Regions from separate parts of the Sus scrofa genome. Here region 1 is linked to region 2. A link is a contact called in public Hi-C data. All regions are on one chromosome and are shown on one strand. The core of a region is the stretch at or near the end of the contact, and the rest is flanking DNA. Distances in the headings are between cores, read along the strand shown.

Region 1 (3,996 bases), core at 927-3,426, 52 kb after region 2:
ACTCTCATTGCCAGACAAGGATGAAAGCTGGGGTCCATTATTCCTGAAGGAAGTGGGGGGGCATAATGGCTCCCACGCTGGACACGGATCCCTCGCCTTAGAGTCTGCCGCTCCTCCTCTGGGATCATTTTATTGACGGGGAAACTGAGATTCGGTGTCAAAGCGGAGTGGCCAGTATAGATTCTTAGATCAAGCCATGCAAAGACCTGAATGCGACTTTCCCATCCCCAGGATCACAGCTTAAGACTTGGGGCTAGAGAGATACCCACCCCTGGGCTCAAGCTAAGGAACACAGAGACCTCAGGAGGACACTGCCCCGGGGCCAGTCCAGCTGAAACACCAAGAAGCAGCTTGGAGCCTGGCCATTCGGGGTATGAAAAACATCAGGGGACCAAAGGCAAGGGGAGGAGTCCCAGTGGGTCCAGGACCCGGTTCCAGTTCAGGTTCACTGGAAACAACACAGTGAGCCTGCTTTGTGCTTTAAGTTCCCCAGAAGTGACTCTACAGAATCAGAAAATTACTTCTTCCATCAGGTGGGTAGAGGGAACAGAGCAGAGAGGAGGGAGAATGAGATGCTGAGCAATGAGGAGCTAAGAGGTGTCTTGCAGAAGCAGGAAAAGGAGCTTCCAAGAAGGCTGGTGTGAGGAGAGGAGTGTATGTGGCAGCCTAAGCCACTCAGAGGACCTGGCCTACGGGGTCCCACAGGGAACAGATGGGCCACCAAAGTAGCACACTAGAGGGTAGGGAACTAAGCCACATTCTCCTTTCTTTCAGCCCAGCAGCTGGCAGGGATCCTGAGGAAGGACCCCACGGGTACAGGTCCAAGTCCAGGGAACAGGCTGAGGAGTCCAGATGTTGAGTTCCCAGGAAGGCCACTGAGACTGACAGGCAGAGCTGGGCCTCAGGCAGATGTTGAATGGGGGGGCAGCAGCAAGACAGCCAGTGTCCAGACGCAGGAGGAGGCCTCGTGTATGCAGGACAGCCAGCAGGGACAAGGGAATGACCAGGACTTGGTGGGAAGGGCACCAATGGCTGGTGAGGTCGGATTCGAACGGGCAGCCTGGGCAGCCAGAGGGAAGGAAATGGGGCGGGGGGTGGGGGGGAGCTGGGGAGCCTGCAAACCCAGAGGGCTCTCTCTCCCAGCTCACAGGCCTAGAAACTTTGGGCGTCAGAGGCCAGCCCAGCGGCCAGATTTGCTGCCTGCTCTCACACTCCCCAGAACCAACGGATCTCAGGCCTGGGGGGCGCACATCCTGTCCCCCAACACTCACTACACAGCCTGAGGTCCCCACCTTCCCGCGCCCCGCCAGCTCACTCGGGCACAGGTGTCTCTCCACCCAGATGGGTGAGCGAGGGTGGGGGGCGGTGCTCAGAGAAACCTCGCCGTCAGAGACCCTCCCTCCCAAGGATCACTTTCCCCAGAGGAGGGGTCGGAGTACAGTCCGGCGGGATCCGCGGGCTGGGGGCGCTGAGGTCCAGCGCCAAGGGCCCGGCCCCAACTCAGTGGGTCCTGCCCTTTGCCCTCGGGCTTCCAAACCTTCCGCCCGGAGCACCGCCCCCTCCCGGGGCCGCGGCGGCCGCCCCTCCCTCCCGGGTCCCCTGGTCCGTCTCCCCCCACCCCCCACCCCCCACCCCCACCGCGAATGGGGGTGATGGGACGCCGGGCCACTGCACCGCCGGCCCGGGGCCTCCAACTCCCTCTCTCGGGCCTGCCGCTGCCCCGGGGCGGGCGGATGTGGGCGCCCCGCGGGAGGCCCGAGCCCTCCGGCCCCGGAACCAGCCCAGGCCGGGAGCCTGCCTGAGCCCTGCGGGGCCGGGCGGGACGGGCACAGTCGGGGGCACGGAGGGGGGGGTGGGGGTGCTGGCCGGGCCGGGCCCGGCTCGCGGGGCCACACGGAGCCCAAGCCGGAGCTGGAGCCCGAGCCCGGGCGGGCGGCGCTGGGTGCCGCGCGCAGGGCGGGGCGGGCGGGCGGGCGGGCGAGGGGCGGCAGCCCCGTACTCACCAGCGCCGGGGTTGTGCATCCAGGGGCCGGGGCCCTCAGAGCGGGGGGCTCATGGCGGGGCGGGGGGCTGGGGCGCCGGCCTCACATCCCCCCGGTCGCCGGAGGCTGCGGAGCGACTGTGAGACGGCGAGAGGAAGGGAGGGGGCCGGGAGGGGGAGGGCCCTGGCAGCCCGGCCGGCCGGGTAGGATGACAATGGAAGGAAATGCTTTATCTGAGTCTGAGAGCGGGCCAAGGGGGAGGGGAGGGAGGGGGCAGGCGCTCGCGGCCCGGGGACACACCACCCCGCAGACACGGCGCGGCGCCCGCGCGGGCGGGCGGCGGACACCCAGCGCGTGGAGAGCGCGGGGAGGCAGCGCCGAACCCGGAACGCGGGATTCGGCCCCGACCCGCGCGCGGCCGCCGCGCTGCCGCCCAGTCCCGGCCGCCGCGCGGCGCAGCGACCCGCGCACAATTCCCGGAAACCCAGATACCTGAGCGCACGCACCCTCGCAGACACCACGTACGCGAGCACCCATCCATGTTTACCCGGGCAGAGCCGTTTACACAGACACGCTGCGGGGAGGGACCCCCGCGCCCACAGCACACACGCACGTACGGCCCGGCAGCCAACAGTTACACTTAGGGACAGCGGGACACGCGAGGAGTCCCCGGTCCCGGCGAGGAAGCCCAGACGGACACCCCAGCCCCCCGCCCCAAGCAGGACTTGCCTGAGGAAAGTTCCAGGATCTGATTTGAATCACTGCCCAGGCCTCCCCCTCTGCCCCCCCCCCCCGCCTGCTGAGGGGAATCGAAGGGTCCAGCCTGTTCCTATTAAAAGAAAAAGGGGGTGGGGGTGGCGCGGATTTTGCAAGTTTTCTTTTTTAAAAGAAATTTCTCAAGGGATTTCCTTCCCTCCTCTCCTCTTCCTCTCTTCCTCCCATTCCTCTTCCCCCCACACACACCCTCCCCCCCACTTTCCCCCTCCCGGTCCCTATGAGTCAAACTTCAGCAATGTGCCCAGTGTCTCCCAGTGCATTACAGCGGATCACAGAAATGTTCCAGTCTGTGAGTCGGAATGCAGCCGCCTCCAGCCCTCCCTCAGCTAATAAACTCAGCTCCGGGCTGGCTGTGCGCAGCAGCCCTCCCTGCCCCCGTCCCTTTTAGCGGGATGAGGAGGTCAGAGGCGGGGGGTCGGAGCCTGGGGACCTCGCCATTGTACCTCCCAGCCTGGCTTATCAGCCCAGTCGCCTCCTCGGGGAATCCTCTGGGTCCGCGACCCTGCGGCTCCGGGACAGCGGAGGGGTCTGCAAGGGAAACACGGGGCACTCCTGTAGTGGGAGGCTCACAGCCCAGAAGGCAGAGCCCTGCTTCCCTCTCACCCCATCCTTACTCCCTCCATCCTGGGAGCCCCAGAGCCACAACTCTGCAGAAGACATTGAGGCTGAGCCAGAGGCAGAGCCATGTCAGCTGGGAAACAAGAGTCCACGGTGACCTAGGAGGGCTCGCCCATGTCAAGGTCCAACTTCTGACCATAGATTCGGTGTTGCCCCCAAGCCGGGCTCCAGCCTCACCACCTGTTGCTATTGCTTCCTACCTCAGGCCTCTTCCTCGGCCCAGGGCTCCCTGAGCAGGCGGATCCAACCCCTCTGCACTTGTTAACTTTTCCTCACAGACTCCTTTCCTGGCATTCTAGGCTTCCTGCAGCTTGGCACCACAGTGCACCCACACCTCTCTTCCTGCTCCCCCAGACCTAGTCCTGCTCAGTGCCTCCCCATACCCAGAGCTCACTGATGTTAGTTGCTAATATTATTATTGCAGACAAGCTGGGCTACTGGTTGCAACTCATCCTGTTCTCAAGCTTTCCCATTTCTCTACCTCGGCTCCTGGAGTTCCCTCCAAAGATGAATGTCCTCCCTGCCCCTTTCTCCTGTTGAAACCGGTCCAATCCTCAAGGTCTATACCACCTTCTTCAGGAGCCTCTCCCTAATCCCCGTAGCCAGAAGAATTCTTTCC
Region 2 (3,975 bases), core at 952-3,451:
TTCCATGGAGGGCACAGTGAAAGGCGGGGGGGGGAGGCTACAGAGATGGGGTCCAGAGAGGGAAGCAGAGAGAAACAGGGTCTAGAGAGGGAAGCAGAAAAGAGAGGGGATGTCTGTAGGTCTGAGAGAGGACGGCAGGCTTCCCTCCCCTCCTGGGATCAGTCCTTGGCTGCAGGATGGAGAGGCAGCCGGCAGCTGCTCAGACTTCCCACCCAGGCCTCAGGAAGTTCTTCCTGCTCCTGGCCTCGGCGCCCTCTGCCTCTAGGAGCTTCGCCGCCTCCAGAGAAATGGAGAGACAGCGGGGGACTCCCCTTGAACCTGCTGCAGGGGCGGGCCTGGAGCCCACCTCAGCATTTCCCTTCTCATCCCACAGAGGATGCGGTGGCCTGGATCCTGACGTGGCCTCCAGGTCCCCCCAGGCCCCAGCTCCTCAGGCCTCAGCAGGTGGTGGTGGCTGGGGTCCTGGGCACTGGGCAAAGCAGCGGTTTCTCACCCACTGTGCCCCCAGACCAGTTCTCTCCCGACAGAGCCCAGCCTGTGTCAGCTCCTCCGGCAGGGCCCCGTTTTCCTGTCACACGCCTGGCACTCACCACAACTGAAATTAGAAATTTCTCTGCAATTGCTGAATTATTAGTATTCATTCCTCCTCCAAGAGAACGTGGGCCCCCTGCAGGCAGGACCTGGTGCTGCCTTGCCCCAGGCTGCATGCTTGGCACAGCCAGGGCGGTGGGCACAGAGGCTTCTGGAGTTAAGAGGGTGAACTCATCTCCCTCTCTCCCGCCATGGGTCCTTTAGCTTCCCTCACAGCTTCCTCAGGTCTGCCTTCTTTCTACTCACTTCTTTTTTTTTTTTTTTTTGCCTTTTTAGGGCCGCACCCGCAGCATATGGAGGTTCCCACGCTAGGGGTCTAATCGGAGCTGTAGCCACAGGCCTACACCACAGCCACAGCAACGCCAGATGTGAGCCATGTCTTCCACCTACACCACAGCTCTCGGCAACGCCAGATCCTTAACCCACTGAGCAAGGCCAGGGATCCAACCCGCAACCTCATGGTTCCTAGTCGGATTCGTTAGCCACTCAGCCACGACAGGAACTCCTCCACTCGCTTCTTGACACATCCCTGTCCCTCGCCCTGCCTCAGTCCGTCTCTAACCCACCGTCTTCCTCCTCCAGGAAGCACCTTCACGTGTGGCACCTGGAACCTCTCTAGGGTGGTATGTCTGGGTCCCACGCTCTGGACTAAGCACAGGTGACAATCTCACTTCTGGTTTCTTGATTGCACCCAGTGCCCTTATAGCTGGAGTTGGGGGGGGGCTCCCACATGTACTGATCGAGCCTCCGCGATGACTTTGTCATATCATAAATCCAATCCCCAGACTCAAATCTAAATACGAATATGTACTAATCCCTGTGCCAGGCTTTGTCCTTTAGGTACAGTTAATGCTGTCCCCTCCTGCCCTCAGCCTTCATATTTTCTCACTCCCCATGGCCCCAGGCTCCAGTCCATGCAGAGGTGAACTCCTGGCTTCATCTCTCTCTCTTCCTCTTCCTTTCTCTTCCCTCGCCCAACAACAACCCCATGGTGAAAAGGAAAGGAAAAGAGAGTTGCAGGAGGTACCTGTGATCGGGGGGTCGAGTCAGGAGATGGAGGTCACCAGAAGACCCGGAGATGCAAGCAGGCCCGAGCCCCAGGCCCTCCCTGGTGCCCCTTCCAAACGCTGCGGCCACGGTGATCTCACACACGCACACACGTCCTCCCTCCCCACACTTGGCGGTCTCTGATGCTTAGCCAGCTCTGGAGCTTAAAGACCTGCTGCTTCCGCTCAGCATCTTCTCACTCAGCGTCCTGCCCTCTGCGTGGACCCACAGGTTGTCACTGGGCAGGCAGAGGAAGTGGGGTCTCAGTGAGAAGCCAGACTGAGCGGTTTCACTCTAGCCGTCAGAAGTGAAGACGTCCCCCTGCAGGGACAGAAGGCAGCCACACCCCTAGGGAGCAGCACTGGGCAGGGGGAAGAGGCCAGGGTGACCCTGCCCAGATCTGATTCCTCAACTGGGGATTACTTCCCGCAGCCTGGGCAGCCTGAGATGCTCATGATGGGGCCACCTTCTTCCTGCAGTGAGCCACCTGCTCCTCCGCCCTCCAACAGTCCTTTCTGTTCTGTGGTCTATAAGCCTGACCTCAAGAGGAAGACAAAGCTGCAGAAGGGCAAAGAGGTGGGGCCAGGGGATCCACCTCTGTGTCAGGCACAGCCTCGGGCTGCCTTACCCAGGGTCCTCAGCCTTGAACTCCACAGAGGCAAGGGGTTGGGCAAAGTCTGGAGGAAATCTTGTGGCAACCACCACCTACATTCATGCACAGGAGATTTTTAGCCCAACTTTGCAGAGCTGGGTCTCAAGGCACAAGATTGGAGAAGGCTGCCTCCTAGAGCCAGGATCAAAGAATTCTTTCTGGACCGCCAGCCATTCTCTCCGTTATTCCACAAATATTTGTTGAGTTCCTGCCTAAGCCCGTGGCATTAGACTGGAAACAGGGAATGAGAAATGAGCAAGGCAGGCAATGGAGTGACAAATGCGTCAAAGTTCTTCCTAGACTAAGGGGTTTCCTGGAAGTTGGACTCGTAGTGATAAAGCCAGGACAGTCCCAGGCAAACTGAGAGGAGTTGCTCCCTTACAGATAAAGCCCCTGCGCTCCTGTTGGTTTTATTTCGACAGGATGGAAAGGGTGGGGGTGGAAAGGATAAACAAATACGCAATTTGTGGCTCAGCAGGAACGAATCCGACTAGTGCCTGTGAGAATGCAGGTTTGATCCCTGGCCCCAGTAAGTGGGTTGAGGAGCCAGCACTGCCGTGAGCTGTGGTGTAGGTCACAGACACGGCTCAGATCTGGTGTGGTGCTGTGGCTGTGGCGTAGGCTGGCAGCAGCAGCTCCGATTTGACCCCTAGCCTGGGAACCTCCATATGCCACAAGTTCAGCCCCCAGAAGACAAAACAAAGCAAACAAACACACAAGTGCAGCATGCAGGAGTTTCTGGGCCAGGGATCAAACCCATGCACCAGCAGTGACAATGCCCTATGCTTAACCCACTGAGCCACCAGGGAACTCCAAGAGAGTTTCACATAGCGATATCACTTAAGACAAGATATAAGGTGGGGGGGGATTGTACCTTAGAGAGGGAGGAAAGGATTGCCTCTCTGAGGAAGTAGCATGTGAGCTGAAGCTTGAATGATCAGGGACCAATCTCACGAGCACTCAGAGGAGAGCTTTCCAGGCACAAATTTACAGAGACCAGGGTAGGAACATGCTTGGCGCATTTGAGAAACAGAAAGAAGGCCAGTGTGCCCAAAGTGAAACAGGCAGAGGTGAGAGCAGCTGGAGTTGGCAAGGCTCTAATTTGTCTACCCACATTGCTATGGAAGCTACTGGAAGGATTTAAGCAGAGGAGTGTCATGTTCTCATTTGTTTTTGTCTTTTCAGGGCTGCACCTGTGGCATATGAAAGTTCCCAGGCTAGGAGTCAGATAGGAGCTACAGCTGCCAGTCTACACCACAGCCACAACCATGCAGGATCTGAGCGGCATCTTCGACCTATACCACAGCTCACGGCAACACTGGATCCTTAACCCACTTATCGGAGCCAGGGATGGAACCCACATCCTCATGGATACTAGTCAGCTTCGTTACCACGGAGCCACAATGGGAACTCCTGGTTGTTCTTTTTAAAAGACTATTCCAGCAGCTGGCTGGAGAATGGCGTGGAAGGGGAAGAATGAGCAGAGGAAGAGACCAGTTAGGAAGCTGCTACAAGTGGACAGGGGATGCTGGTGGGACCTGGGCTAGGGTGGTGACAGGGAGATGGAGAGAAAGGGCAGCGCAGACCCAGCTGTGCCTGCTAATGAATTAGATGGAGGGGAGGACTCAGACACGGCGCCGAGTTTTGAGGCTGGAGCCATAATAAGCAAGGATATACCCCCCAAG

The links. Hi-C and Micro-C count contacts between places; a contact is called where the count stands out from the background.
Region 1: a contact with region 2 is called in a Hi-C map of liver, with 1.7 times the contacts expected there. A contact is called at or near these places in 1 of 47 Hi-C or Micro-C datasets (liver) and 2 of 2 datasets of targeted methods (alveolar macrophages and skeletal muscle).

The regions. Positions count from the first base shown.
Region 1 is chr5:78,183,875-78,187,870 of Sscrofa11.1, forward strand. It overlaps HDAC7 (histone deacetylase 7), which reads right to left and starts at 2,177. Exons shown (of 27, transcript XM_021092604.1): 1 at 2,004-2,177. The coding sequence starts at 2,022.
Region 2 is chr5:78,131,949-78,135,923 of Sscrofa11.1, forward strand. RAPGEF3 (rap guanine nucleotide exchange factor 3) reads right to left here and starts at 2,202. Exons shown (of 28, transcript XM_021092600.1): 1 at 1,619-2,202.